Regions from separate parts of the Mus musculus genome. Here regions 1, 3, 4 and 5 are each linked to region 2. A link is a contact called in public Hi-C, HiChIP or PLAC-seq and capture Hi-C data. All regions are on one chromosome and are shown on one strand. The core of a region is the stretch at or near the end of the contact, and the rest is flanking DNA. Distances in the headings are between cores, read along the strand shown. Region 1 holds the start of Slc37a3 (solute carrier family 37 (glycerol-3-phosphate transporter), member 3). Region 2 holds the start of Zc3hav1 (zinc finger CCCH type, antiviral 1). Region 3 holds the start of Adck2 (aarF domain containing kinase 2). Region 4 holds the start of Dgki (diacylglycerol kinase, iota). Region 5 holds the start of Mkrn1 (makorin, ring finger protein, 1).

Region 1 (2,700 bases), core at 109-2,608, 1.0 Mb before region 2:
CGTCTCCTCTGCTGGGGGATCTTGGGTCTATTGCTGTGGCTTCAGTTTTCCTAACCAAAACCCTTCAGGGTTTTAGTAAAGTTTAGCTAAAAGCTGGTCTGTAAGTCAAGAAGAGTTTGGTGGATGTCACCGAAGACATAAGATTAACTGTGAAATGAACCCAGGTCCAGGAGTGCCTTTTGTAGACCAGGCTGGCCTCGAACTCAGAAATCCGACTGCCTCTGCCTCCCGAGTGCTGGGACTAAAGGCGTGCGCCGGGTGGAAGCGTTCTTACTACCTGGCCTTGGATGCCCTGAAAGAGGAAACTGGGTGGTAGCACGGGAATCTTCCTTCTCTCCTCTTTCTCCTCCTCCACGTCTTCCTCTCCCCCTTTCTATTTTTATTTATGTGTTTTTGTATGTCTCTGTGTGTGTCATGTTCACGGAGGCCAGATGAGGGTGTCAGGTCCTCTGGAACTAGAGTGTGAGTCACCATGGAACCAAATCTAAGTCTCCTAGATGGGCAGTCACTGCTCTTAACTGCTGAGCCGTCTCTCCAGTTCCATTTTTTAAAAAATGATTTATTTATTTTTATTATATGTAATTACACTGTAGCTGTCTTCAGACACTCCAGAAGAGGGAGTCAGATCTCATTACTGATGGTGTGAGCCACCATGTGGTTGCTGGGATTTGAACTTCGGACCTTCAGAAGAGCAGTTCTTACCCACTGAGCCATCTCACCAGCCCTCTACAGTTCCATTTTTAAAAATGCACAGATGTGGGCTGGTGAGATGGCTCAGTGGTAAGAGCACCCGACTGCTCTTCCGAAGTCCAGAGTTCAAATCCCAGCAACCACATGGTGGCTCACAACCATCTGTAACAAGATCTGACGCCCTCTTCTGGAGTGTCTGAAGACAGCTACAGTGTACTTACATATAATAAATAAATAAATCTTTTTTAAAAAAAAAAATGCACAGATGTATGTATGTACGTACATATGTATGTATTTAATCATCTTTCCAGCTACGCTGCTGGGGATCTTAATACGAACTATTTATTTTGGTGCAATGGCAATGGGGTGCAGAGCTGTGAATACAAACAGGTGAATGACTATTCCTACCTATATGGACAACTGCATTTAATTAAACAAGAGTCTAAAACAGAATAACGCCTCCTCTTGAAAAAATGGTCAGCCTATCGGTTCTTCTCAAATGATATCTCTCACTCGTTGCTTTTCTCCGCTAACATTTCTGGACCTAGTCCCTTCCTGCAGGAGCTCAGTTAAACCCAACCAGTGGACTTTACAGCTCGCAGGTAAAGCGGCACTGGCGGACTACAGCTCCCGGCATGCACCTGTCCCCGAGGTCACGTGAGCGTCCGGAAGCTCTGGCCACATCCCGCTGGGTGAGGTGGCGGCGGGGGCGGCGGGAGCGGAGTCTAGCGGAGCGGGTTCTTCGGCGGGTCTCAGGTGCGAGCCTGCGTGCGCTCGGGTGCTTGGGGTCCTGGCCGGGTTGGGCGCGCGGTGGGCTTCGGGCGTGGGAAGCGCGGACAGCTGGTGGGTGTGGCGGCTCGGGCGCCGCTGGCAGCTGGCCCCCACCAGACCCCCACCGGGACCCCACCGGAGCTCCTGGTGCTGCCGCTGTGCAGTCCCGAGGCTGTGTGCACCGCAGAGGGAGGAGGACACCAGACACCAGAGAGGGAAGGTGGCCCAGCCCAGCCCACGCAGACCTCCCGGGTAGGGGGTACTTGTTCCCCTCGGCCCACCGATCTTGGCTCATGGGACGTTTGAACGGAAGAAAATGAAACCCAAGGAAAGGGTTCATGGTTTAGCAAGAGGAGGGCCACGTTTCAGGTAGGGTGGGAGGCGTTTGGATAGGATGCACGGAGGTCAGAGGGAGAATTGACTTCGTGGAAAAACTAGGGGTTTGTTTTCGAGTAACTGCCACGACCTCAGGGAATTCGGCTCTGCTTCTTATTCGAATGTCAGACTTTGGTTGTTCTTATTTGTAGAGTGTGGCCTGTTCTTAATTTTGATAAGACAATGGGGATGTGTCCACTTTTAACATTTTCTGCAATATGTTAAGCGATGCCGTGATATTTTACTGAAATGTTTAGAGGATACCTAGTTGCCAGGGCGAGCCTCTTTAGCCATTGCTTGATGTCTTCACTCACATTTCTGTTTACGAAACAATCACTGATGAAGAGAACACCTCGACTACTGTGGTAGTTGAATTATTCTTTTGCCACTTGCCAGATGTTCCTTGTAAGTAAAACAGAGTCTGCCCTAAACACACAGTAAATCCTTTCATTTAATCCTTAAGTGAGGAAAGAAGTGAAGTAAATGGACTTGACCTTTAGTGTCAGAGTTCTCTGTTTTTCAGGAGCAGTTCAGTGCTCATTGTTTAAGGTTTTGGATGAGTGCCTGGTCCTCAAGTGAGGATGACATGCTGTTGTTGCAGTGATAACTGGCACGATTAGGGCTTTGTCTGAAGGGCAGAGGAGAAAGTAGTTGTCTTTGAAAGAAAATAGGGAGAAGTTGGCCTTAGGAACCCTGGTATAAATGGATGTGGTTTTAGGAACCCTGAAACAGCTAGCTAAGTCCTTAACATCTGTGGTAATGCGGCAGTTTTAAGAAAAAGTGTGTGTGTGTGTGTGTGTGTGTGTGTGTGAGAGAGAGAGAGAGAGAGAGAGAGAGAGAGAGCGAGCAAGTGCACGGACAAGT
Region 2 (2,700 bases), core at 29-2,528:
TTAAATTACATTTATCAGAGAGAGAGGGGGGAGGAGGAGGGAGGGAGGAAGGAAGAGAAAGAGTGTTGTGGAGGTCAGAGGGCAACTTGCTAGAGTAAACTCTCCCAGCATGTGGGGAAATTCTGGGGGTCAAATTAGTGTCCTGTGTTTTAGCAACTGGTGCCTTTACCTGCTCAATTATCTTCCTGGCCAATAATCCCTTTGCCCCAGTCTCACAAGTGCTGATATTACCGGCATGCCTTCACCACGCCAAGCTTTTAATATTATTTTAGCGTGTGTTTGTCTGAGTGGGTGGGGTCACTCGCACCTCCCTCTTGTGAAGTTTGAAAGCATCGCAGTGCACACTTCTCCTGCACCGTGCCTGCAGATTTTAAAGAAAGGGTTCCCATCTGATCGGTGAGCGCTCCATTCATTTCATTTCTGAGTGCTGAAAGGAAAGCCCCTTTCTTTTTCTAATTTGGGTCTAGTGTTTACTGGCCTGCAAATTAGCTGAGAATACAGATGAGACAAACTAAACACAATTGTGCAAAAGAAGTTTTAAAGTCACAATTTAACAAGGGGAGGAGGCCGAAGAGCGTATAAGGTTTGTGTGTGGTGAGTGTGTTTCACTACGGAGTCTGGAAGGACAATCGGAGTTTTTTTTTAATGCTAATGTTTGGAGCAGCAGAATCTTCCGGAAAGCTCCCTGGGGACACGGATGGCTCTTTAATTTCATCAGCCTTTGCTTTCCTCAAAGGGAAATCTAGTTATTATTTCCTTCTGTCTCTACAGTAACTCTACGGTAAGGTAAGGGTTTACCTTAAAAATCATCTTCATGCCAAGGGGGGAGGGGTGGGGGAAATCTGAAGACATTCTAAGCAGTTGGTTTGAGGCACCAAAATTGGAGATTTTAAGTTAGCAAGGCCAGAAAGGATCAAAGAGTGGGTCTTCAAATAGCTCTGGAGAAGGCTACGTAAGAAACCAGGGAGAGTAACAATCACCGCCCTCTAAGAGGGGCTCGGCACTGGGTAGAAAGTGCGTAATCCTAGATCTGGTGCCGCGGAATCAGGCCCGGAAACAAACTCTCGAGAACCTCGGTCATCCGAGCTCCACCTGTTCCTTCAAGTTATTTCCCCAAGTGCGGAGTTCGGATAATATCCATGTCCTAAGGTGGTGGCGAGCATTGACGACACTCGGCGGAGAGTCCCGCTTACAGGAAGCGCTCACCAGGTCTGCTCTTTCCGGGGCTGGGTGGGGCTGATTTGAGGACGCCTCTAGTGGGCCCCCCAGGATGCGTCACTCTCCTCAGGCTCATCAAAACTCCACCCGAGCCTCACGAACGTCCTTACTTCCTCTCTTCCTGGTAGCAGCCTTGCAGTCCCGAGCTCGGGGGACCTCACGTCTAGCCTGGAACCGAGGGTACCGCGCCGCGGCGGACCTGCCCGCCTAACGTCGCTCGCTTCCCATTCGCTCTCCCGCGCGGCTGACTTTAAATCTGACCCCAGGACCTCGTCGTCGAGGTCGGGCCTCGCGACACCACCGCCGGAGTTGGAAAGCGAAACCGCTCTGCTCTGCGAGCGGCACCGCCCGCGTCCGCCCCTGGGACCGCGCGTAAGTTTCGATTCTCCGTGAAGCCGAGTCCCGCGCAGCGGCCGGAGCAGCGGCAGCCATAGCGCGCCATGACGGATCCCGAGGTATTCTGTTTCATCACCAAGATCCTGTGCGCTCACGGGGGCCGCATGACCCTGGAGGAACTGCTGGGTGAGATCAGCCTCCCCGAAGCGCAACTCTACGAGCTGCTGAAGGCAGCAGGGCCCGATCGCTTTGTGCTATTGGAGACTGGAGACCAGGCCGGGATCACTCGGTCGGTGGTGGCTACTACTCGAGCCCGCGTCTGCCGTCGCAAGTACTGCCAGAGACCCTGCGACAGCCTGCACCTTTGCAAGCTTAATCTGCTCGGCCGGTGCCACTATGCACAGTCCCAGCGGTGAGTGCAGCGGGAATGGGGAAGGTTCTCTAATTGCCTAGTCCGGCGCCGCGGGGCAGCTTCCTAGGGGAGGCGGGAACCGGGTGGATATGGCTCACTCGGCTGCAAACCCCTTCTCCCTCTATCCCTCCTAATCTCTAGACCAGTGGTTCTCAGCCTTCCTAATGCTGCGACCCTTTAATACAGTTCCTCAGGTTTGTGACCCTCAACCATAAAATTATTTTCGTTACTACTCCGTAACTGTAATTTTGCTACTGTTATGAAATGTAATGCAAGTATCTGTGTTTTCCAATGGTCATATTCGACTCCTGTGAAGTTAGACCCCCAGGTTGAAAAATCTGTAGCCAAAGCGCTATTGGAAAGGCGGACAAGGCTGCCTCTCTACCCTTCTCACCTCCCACCAGAATCCTAATTAAAGTACGTTTGCACCAACCAGAGTTTGTAGAAGTTGCAGGCACACCTTTTTCTCCTTGCTACTCTGGTACCTCGAATGTTGCGATCGCCCCAGAATCCTAGCGGTGCTGCCCAGTCTCCTGTGTCTCGGGTGCGCCAACTCCTGGATCGCTGTGACCCTTCACTCCTTGTCTCTCCACCTGGCCAGATAGATAACTAAAGGTATAGTGGCCTCTCAGCCTTCTTCCTAGTATGCGTGGTGGCCTGTACTACGACACCCCCCCCCCTTCTTGCAACCGACCCACTGTCTCAAATTGCATGAAATAATGTGGCTTAACTTC
Region 3 (2,700 bases), core at 180-2,679, 1.2 Mb before region 2:
CAATGTGCCCCTCACGAGGGTCTCTTTCGGATCTGGGGCAGACAGCTCAGTGGGTAGGTACTTGATTAAAGTGCTAGGCAAGGTCTGAGAGCACTTACTTTCACTGCCACTGGGATGAGGTGATCTGACTTAGGCAGATGCCAGGGAGCCTGAGACACACCCACTTCTGACCCACCAAGGTCAGCTTTAGGAAGAAGCAGTTTTTCTAGAAATGCTTCGTCGGCAAGGTTTTCTGAAGGCTTCCGGTCTTTCATAAAGGGCTCTCTCTGCATCACCACGGCCCTGGTTCCTGGGGCAGAGAGCTCCCCAAGTCTCCAGATCCTGTCTTCCTCCAACAAGGAAATACTAGCGAACGCTTTGTACACTTGGGCCACACAACCTGAACCTACAGGTTCCCGGGTCTCGAAAAAGAGGAGGCTGCCCCAATCCTCCCCAAATGCCTGCTGGAGTAAGTATTCCGTCCTTGCCCAAGGGTGGGGGGTCACCTGGACATGCAGCTTGGAGAACTGGGTACAGAAAGCCTCTGAAAAGAGGTCGCGCCGGGTGCTGGCCCATTGGCCCAATTTGATATATGTTGGGCCTGAGGTCTCTGTAGCTTTGAAAAGCAGATGGAGCCAGAGGGTGGAGAGGCCAGGGGCCAAGTAGGTGAGAGGGTACAAGAAGAGGAGGGGGAAGAATTTCGCCAAGAGCACACCAGCGCGGAGCCCTAGGCGGAGACACAGTAAGACGCGGGCCAGAGGCCCTTCTTGGGCCACCTTCTCCACTAGTCCATTTTCCGCCAGGTCACTCCAGTGAGTCTTTCTCTGGCACAAGCTGCCAGGCGCCCCCTCTCCAACACTGCCATGGGCTGAGATTAATTTGGGCAAAGTACCTAGCAGAAACCAACATAGTCTGGCATTGCGAGAGCATCCCAGGGGTCTGGAATGCCCAAGTTCCTTTCTGAACTCAAAGCATCTTAAGTGTGACAAGCAGACCCTGACAGACAAACGCCAGGGGGTCACCATCCTCTCTAGACCCCTTGGCCTAGACTGCTTGTTCTCTACCTAAAGGGAAGCCATTGTGGAGACGCTCCGTGCCGAAGCGGGGATGAGTCGGACCGCGCCCCCTAGCGCAGCCCAGGAGGGGAGGGATAACGGGGACCTGAGCCGGGGACCACGGGTGACAAGCTGTCCAGCGCCAGAGCTCAGAGTGCAGGGAGTCGCCGAGCGCCAGGGACGGAGATGCGGACCCGCGGCCTAGAGAGAACGACGAAGCCTCAGAGGGCCGCGGGAAGACCTGAGAGGCGCGCTCCGGCGGGCTCACGGGCCAGGCTCCCGGGGGGCGGCGGAGATGCCGAGCCGATGGCTCGGGACCTGCACAGAGCGGGCAGTGACAACCAGGCAGAGAGAGAGAGCACTAAGCGTCCGGGCCAGCGCTGCTCCCAGCTTCCGGTACCTGGTTCCGCCCTCTCTGCCCACGACATGCTCCTTAAAGGGGCCACGGCGCGAACTAGGGCAAAAGCGCCTGGGCACATCGAGTTCCTGTGATGATTTAGAGAAAAAACGCAGACGCGAGCTCTGTAGCCCTCTTTTCCGCGTCTGCCTTTCCTCTTCACAGCCTCGTAGCTTAAATCCTAGAAATATTAAACTACACTGAATATTACAAGTGGGTCCAAAGGAAGGACAGATTTTTCAGCTGCTGAGTTCTTGAGTCTCAGGCTACGCTGACTTAGCGGCGGTGTTTAGACCTTAGGGAATGGCTTATACACTTAACTAAGACTTATTGAGCCAAATCAGGTCTTTCTTGAATTTAATTTAATATTTGTTGAGTCACAAGAATATATACTAAACTAGATAGGTAACGATATTATTTTATGTCAAGCCCAACGAAATAAATGAGTTCGATCCGTGGAACCTACATGAAGGAAGGATGTCACCAATTCCTTTTAAGTCGTGTCCCCCACATACAAAATAAATGTCATAGAAATAAAAATGTAGCAAGGGCCACAGAAGCAGTGAGGAGCTGGTTGAATCATAGGCTGGGCTACTTTGGAGAAGAAAAAAAGGGTGTTGGGAGAGGAGCCAAATAAAAGTTCCAAAGTAGGAAAGACTTTTGATGTTCTGAGGGGTGTGTGTGTGTGTGTGTGTGTGTGTGTGTGTGTGTAGGTGATAGAGCATGGGAACTGAGCCTACATAGCCAGGGAAAGGGCTTGCAATTTCTTCTCAGCGCTCTGGAACTTAAAAAGCTGCCTGCCCTGGGGCACCACAGTCCCTACTACCTATCAACAGCTTTTGTCCCTGTGTGGAAAGAAATTTGCACAAAAGTCTGACCAAGGGTAGATTTAAAGACATCCCAGGTGAAAAGGATTATAGAAAAAGAGAAACAAGGACAAGGCCAGGGTTCCTATCACTGGACATGTCATTCAACCTCAAGACACACACCCCCTGGCCATCCAGAAGGCTCAGAAGATATAGTAATTTCTCCAAAGGTAAGATCAGGGCCACTAACAGTCAGGAATAGTGGAGTGGCCAATGGCTCTTCCTGTATGGTCAATAACAGTCCAGTTCCTAACTCTAAAAGATGGGGTACACCCTTTGGGTTTCCCAAGGCAGACATGATGCCTTACACTGCTTTGAAATGTGGTCAGGTGTCAGGCACGGTGCCCTCACTTTCAATTCCAGTAGGAAAGAAGGAAGGAAGGAAAGAAGGAAGGAAGGAAGG
Region 4 (2,718 bases), core at 33-2,532, 1.1 Mb after region 2:
TGTGTGTGTGTGTGTGTGTGTGTGTGTGTGTGTGTGTGTAGTGCTGATCCCCAACAGGTAGTCTTTTTCCCTTTCTCCCTGAAAAAGTCCCTGCCCTGTCTTATATAATGTACATGTGAGGGGAACTGCACACCGTGAGAGCTGGGCGAGGCTTGAGATTCCTTTGCTCAACCTCCTAATTTTAGGGCAAAAGAAGGCCATCTTTACTAGCACATACATCTACATAGGTAGTTTGGTTACTTGCACTTACTGTTGAGCATAGATCTTTCTCGCGTTTCCTGACAGCAGAGATTTCCTGGGTGAAAAACATCTAATTTAGAAAATGATCTGTCTTAAACACTTCGTTGCCCATCGTTCAAACCGCACAGATTTCAATAGTCTTAGAAACAAAAAACTGAGAGAGCAGACATTACATTCCTCCAGCGCATTAGGTTTCAGCCTTGGTGTCTGAACCGGTAGAAGCCCCTTCCTGGGCTAGCTCCTCCTGTCCTCTTCTTGTGAACCCTTAGCATAGGAACCCACAGCACGAGGCGCTCGGGTCCCCACTTCTGCTCTCAGCCTTCTGCTTCACCGAGGATCCTGTGATCCGATTCAATCTAATTAACAGCTGTTTAGGGAGCATCTTTAAGCTTTTAGAAGGCACCAAGCAAGGATCTAGGCGCGGGCGTTCATGGGTGAAGATGTCCCGACCGACCCTCTCCTTGAGAAGAAGAAGCGGGAGCTTAAATCTAGCCCCTTCCATAATTCACATGGTTAAAAAATTCCTCCCAAGGTTCCTCCAGATACACCCCACCACCCCGGCCTCCAAAGGTCCCCCACGTCTGGAGGTTACTGCTTGGCGCCAGCTCTGATGCTGCAAGAAGGTGACGGACAAAATGCTGCCTCGGGCATCTGTCATCAGTGGACTGGACTGAGATGTGCCCAGCAGCTCATCAGTGCTGAGTAGCTCCTGGGTCCGGGTCCGCTTCCCTTGTGCGCTAACCAGGGCGCGGCAACCCGGCTTGCCTCCAAGTTTCCCTGGGCACTCTCCTTTCTTGATGACCAGTGTTTGTCCCCAGCGTCCTAAGCCCCGCGGCTCCCACCCTTTCCCTCTCTCCTCCACTGCGATCCATTGCCTGCAGGCAGAGTTCAAGTTCAGTCCCGGCTTTTGCTCTGGATTTAGAAAAAGGAGAAGGGGTGGGAGAATTGGAGGGAGCCGGCTGGTCGGGCGAGGCCGAGGGGAGGCGGAGAGAGGTGGCCTCTGATTGGTTGGGGAGGGGGAGTGGAGGCACGGAGTTTCCCACAATGCCCCGGTGCGGTGCAGCCGCGGATGGATGCTGCGGGAAGGGGCTGCCATTTGCTGCCCCTGCCAGCGGCGCGCGGACCTGCCCGCGCTCCCGCCGCCTCCAGCGCCCTCAGCCCGACCGGCCTCTGCAGCGGCACCACCTCGGCTTCTTTCGCGGCCGCCGGAGCGGTCGCCATGAACCCCAGCTCCTCGGCGGGAGAGGAGAGAGGGGCGACGGGTGGCAGCAGCAGCAGCGGAAGCGGCGCCGGGAGCTGCTGCCTGGGCGCCGAGGGCGGCGCGGACCCGCGGGGTGCAGGGGCAGCGGCTGCTGCTGCCTTGGAGGAGCCCGCGGCCGCCGGACAGAAAGAGAAGGAAGAGGCGCTGGAGGAGAAGCTGAGGGACTTAACTTTCCGGAAGCAGGTCTCTTACAGGTAGGCGCGGGAGCTAGCGAGACAGGTGCCGCCCAGGGCGGGGGACACTTGCTCTAGCTCCAGAGAGGCACTTCTGTAGAGTTGGGGTTCAGTCTCTCTCTCTCTCTCTCTCTCTCTCTCTCTCTCTCTCTCTCTCTCTCTCTCTCTCTTCAACCTTCGTACCTCCGTGGTTTTGCTTCTATGTATGTCTGTCTATCTGTCTCTCTCTCCTGGGGATATGTTGTTCTCATCCTCTAATTCTGGGTTGAAGAGAAGAAGTGGGGTGCCCCAGCTTCTTCTCCCTGTAACACCCAGGGAGGGGTGCACTTGTAACAGAAGAGAACACTAAGGTCAGAACAAGATCAAAACCACATCTGTGAGTGTATGGGGTGCAAACCCAGACATGCCCAGTTAGAAGAGTTGCCAAAGTTGTCCCTAGGCTAGTGTCATCTCCACACTCCCCCATCCTTGCCGAGTTCACTGGGTGAGCCTTGGGCACTAACCGGATCGCTGAGATCTGTTCTGACAGGCAGCAAAGAATAAGCCATACAGAACAGAAATCCTTATGGGACGTTCTTGTCTGTTAAAGACTAGTGAGCTATGGGTCTCTTCTTGTAGGTATGTAAGTATGTCAGTGGGTGTTGGTGTTACATGCCTGTGTGTTCTCTCCCTCTCTCAGTGTGGACAGCCTACTCCCAGGCTTACCTCCCCCCAACCCCCTGCCCCCACCCCACCCCCACCCCCCGTCCCAGTGCTGGTGAGAAGAGATCACACTGGCACCTGAGGCTGGATGTGTCTTTGACACTAGGACAGTGTACGGTGAACGTCCACCCAATTACGCTTTATGAAGCCCCAATTGTGTGAGGATCCAAACCAAAGGGAAGATTTCATAGGTTCCTTACACTGCTCTCCCATTCCCAGGCACGAGAGACGGCGCCGAGACCACCCTCACTGGTGATTTTTAAAAGTTGAGGCCATAAGCAGAGTCTTGCTGGGTCTCAGAGTGATACTTGGAAAGGGGGGGGGGGCGGGTCAAGGAAAGCA
Region 5 (2,700 bases), core at 184-2,683, 1.1 Mb before region 2:
ACAAGAACTTTTCCATTGAATTTGTTGCTAACATTTGTGCTACCTCCCCAACAGCTGTGCAACAAATCTTAAAGATTAAAAGTAAAATAAAATAAAGGGGGACAGTGGTGAAGTCTTTAAACCCCAGGATTCAATATTTGGGAGGCAGATCTCTGTTCATTGAAGTCCAGCCAGGTTTACTTTATTGAGGAGGGAGAGAGAACTTTGGATCTAAAATGTTCCTCAGAAGTTCATGTGATGTGTCTTGGACTCCAGTGATTTATGCTTAGACACAGTTTTGGAGAAATGATTGGCACTGCCCTCATCAGTGGATTCATATAACCTGATGGTGGAAACTCTAGGGGAATGGGCATAGTTAGCTGGGAGCCAGTACTTGGGAGCATGTCCTTGAAGGCTGTCTGCTTACTGACAGATTCTTGCAGTGTAGCCCAGGCTGGCCTCAAGCCTGTGACCCTTTTTGATAGGTTATTTCTCTGATGTTGGTGAAATGAGCCAATTCACACTAGATTCGAGTCTATTAAAGGCAGGTTTATTGGGAAGCTCTCTCAGGCAGGCTAGTTCACTGGCCTCAGGAGTCGCCACGGGGGTAAGGATGGGATAAGGAAGGGAGAGAGAAAAAAAGAAAGGGCATGCAGGCAGAGAGGAGACAGAGAAAATGTCTAGAAATATAGGGAGGAGCCTCTGGGGTGAAGGGCAGCCTAGCTCCTGGGCTGGAAAGTTCAAGGTTGGGGGCAGGGAATGCCAGATAGGGACTAAAAGGACGCTAGGGAAGTCCGGAGGTCAAGTCTGCTTTGATATGTAAAATATGCACCTCAGTTCCTGGTCAGGTATAAAACCAAACACTTTTTTCCTTTAGCTTCCCAAGAGCTGGTATTACAAACAGGCTACCACACATAATTCATTTACAACATTACTGTTATTACTTTGACAGGATCTATTTAGCTTGGGCTGGTCTCGAACTTGCAGCCATTGTGATACTCAAGTCTTCACATTGGTGGGATTCCAAGATGTCTGCCGCCAGGCCCACCTGGGCACTTCCATCAGCAGGGATTCTGACAGTTCCTGTGAGAGAAAGAAACAGATCCCAACACAATAGGTTGGGATCTCACTCTAGATAAAGAGCAGACACAGCCCCAGGCCTTCCCCCACCTTGTACGTGCGCCACCAGCCATAGGCAGAAGTTGGTCCTTGCATGTGGTCCTTTGATGGCTAGGATGGCTAGGACCAGGACCATCCTAGCACACCTGGCTAAGCGTGTGATCACGCCCCTTTAGGGCGGAGCCTAAGCCATCACCAATCAGCGTCGCCGGAGGAGGGCCGCGGGTGCCCTGCGGAGCCCGCAGTTCCTGAGACCTGAGCGCTCGGAGACGCGGTGACACGGCGCGGGACTGGCGCAGAGCTCTCGGGCTCCTCAGCCTCCCTCCCCTCCCCTCCCTTCGCTGTCTTCTCCTTCTCAGCCGGACCGGAACTATGTGATCCCGGAAGTTCCGGGGCCATTGCTGTGTGGGATAAACAGTAATGGCGGAGGCTGCGGCTCCCGGAACAACAGCCACAACATCAGGAGCAGGAGCGGCAGCGGCGGCGGTGGCAGCGGCCTCCCTCACCTCTATCCCCACAGTCGCTGCCCCGTCCCCGGGGGCGGGAGGAGGGGGCGGCGGCAGCGACGGCAGCGGCGGCGGCTGGACGAAACAGGTCACCTGCAGGTAGGACGTTGCGTGGCGCGGCGGAGGGCGGGGGCTGCGGGGCCGAGCAAGAGGCGGAGGCGGGCGTCGCGGGGTCCCCGCTGCGGCTGTCCGTACAGCATCGCTGCGTCAGCCTCCGCAGAGGTTGGCCGCGGCATCGCTGCGGGTTTCAGACTGCGGGCTCGGACTGCAGGGCGGTCCCGTCACCTCGCCTCGCTCAGCGGCGCCCCGGTGCGTGCGGAGAGGACCGGTGTCCCCGCCCTGGCCTCCATCGCTACAGGTTCGGGGATGCGGCGCGAGCTCGCCGATGCGAATCGGGCTCTAACGACCCTCGGTGCGCCCTGAGACCCTCCAAGGGTCCCGGCGAGCTCGGCCGGCCCCGGGGCTCCGAGCCGGGCTATCCGTTTGTAACGTCTTTTCTGCTCTCTGCGCCGCTCACCCCCGCCCCGCCGGGAGCAGCCGCTTTTGTATGCCTTTGTATGTAAGTCGGTGGTCGGCGGTTCCGAGCTTTGTCTCCGAACCGAGCGTTCGGAGCCGGCGTTAGGCTCTTCCACCCTTGGTTTTATGAACTGCCATTATTATTACTGTCCCTTTGAGAGGCGTTCTTCTTTGCGAGAAAGGAGATCCGACCAGAGAGGTTTGGTTCTTGTTTGGTAAGCGAGACGAAATTATTGGGAAAATGTATGATCAGGTGACAGTTATACAGTACGTATGTTAAAAAATAATTCCCCAGCTATAAACGTTGGAGGAAGGATTGTTTGTATTAACGATGGGAGGGGGCTTATTGAGACAGTCCTACTGTGTGGCCCCGGTTGACCTATATAGTCTGACTGCCCTAGAATTTTCGGCAATCCTCTTGTTTTTGCCTCTCTAGTGCGGGAGTGCAGGGGTGAGATGATACCACGCCCGAGTATATAGATTTTAACTACCAGGAAGGACTATATACGCTTTTCTATCGGCTAAGAAAATTAAAAGGAAATGCCACTTTAAACCCGGCAAGGACAGTTTATTAACCGCA

What was found. Hi-C and Micro-C count contacts between places; a contact is called where the count stands out from the background. HiChIP or PLAC-seq counts read pairs in DNA pulled down with a chosen protein or histone mark. Capture Hi-C pulls out chosen DNA fragments and counts their contacts.
Region 1: a contact with region 2 is called in a Hi-C map of B cells, with 13 read pairs. The contact joins the promoter of Slc37a3 here to the promoter of Zc3hav1 in region 2. A contact is called at or near these places in 2 of 484 Hi-C or Micro-C datasets (B cells and regulatory T cells), 1 of 115 datasets of contacts at active chromatin or transcription factors (thymic regulatory T cells) and 2 of 9 other capture datasets (adipose tissue and liver).
Region 3: a capture Hi-C map of macrophages shows a contact between it and region 2, with 5 times the contacts expected there. The contact joins the promoter of Adck2 here to the promoter of Zc3hav1 in region 2. A contact is called at or near these places in 3 of 39 promoter capture datasets (liver and pre-B cells), 1 of 115 datasets of contacts at active chromatin or transcription factors (bone marrow-derived dendritic cells) and 1 of 9 other capture datasets (macrophages).
Region 4: a contact with region 2 is called in an H3K4me3 HiChIP or PLAC-seq map of embryonic forebrain, with 6 times the contacts expected there. The contact joins the promoter of Dgki here to the promoter of Zc3hav1 in region 2. A contact is called at or near these places in 1 of 39 promoter capture datasets (hippocampal neurons) and 1 of 115 datasets of contacts at active chromatin or transcription factors (embryonic forebrain).
Region 5: a FOXA1 HiChIP or PLAC-seq map of pancreatic cancer cells shows a contact between it and region 2. The contact joins the promoter of Mkrn1 here to the promoter of Zc3hav1 in region 2. A contact is called at or near these places in 1 of 39 promoter capture datasets (hematopoietic stem and progenitor cells), 1 of 484 Hi-C or Micro-C datasets (CD4 T cells) and 1 of 115 datasets of contacts at active chromatin or transcription factors (pancreatic cancer cells).

Annotation. Positions count from the first base shown.
Region 1 is chr6:39,376,365-39,379,064 of GRCm38.p6, reverse strand. Slc37a3 (solute carrier family 37 (glycerol-3-phosphate transporter), member 3) reads left to right here and starts at 1,358. Exons shown (of 15, transcript NM_028123.3): 1 at 1,358-1,446.
Region 2 is chr6:38,353,181-38,355,880 of GRCm38.p6, reverse strand. It overlaps Zc3hav1 (zinc finger CCCH type, antiviral 1), which reads left to right and starts at 1,278. Exons shown (of 13, transcript NM_001347122.1): 1 at 1,278-1,966. The coding sequence starts at 1,659.
Region 3 is chr6:39,572,605-39,575,304 of GRCm38.p6, reverse strand. It overlaps Adck2 (aarF domain containing kinase 2), which reads right to left and starts at 1,429. Exons shown (of 8, transcript NM_178873.3): 1 at 99-1,429. The coding sequence starts at 1,004.
Region 4 is chr6:37,298,540-37,301,257 of GRCm38.p6, reverse strand. It overlaps Dgki (diacylglycerol kinase, iota), which reads left to right and starts at 1,282. Exons shown (of 34, transcript NM_001081206.2): 1 at 1,282-1,695. The coding sequence starts at 1,310.
Region 5 is chr6:39,419,102-39,421,801 of GRCm38.p6, reverse strand. Mkrn1 (makorin, ring finger protein, 1) reads left to right here and starts at 1,433. Exons shown (of 8, transcript NM_018810.2): 1 at 1,433-1,703. The coding sequence starts at 1,519. Gm10244 (predicted gene 10244) reads right to left here and starts at 1,424. Exons shown (of 2, transcript NR_152168.1): 1 at 1,150-1,424; 2 at 508-1,062.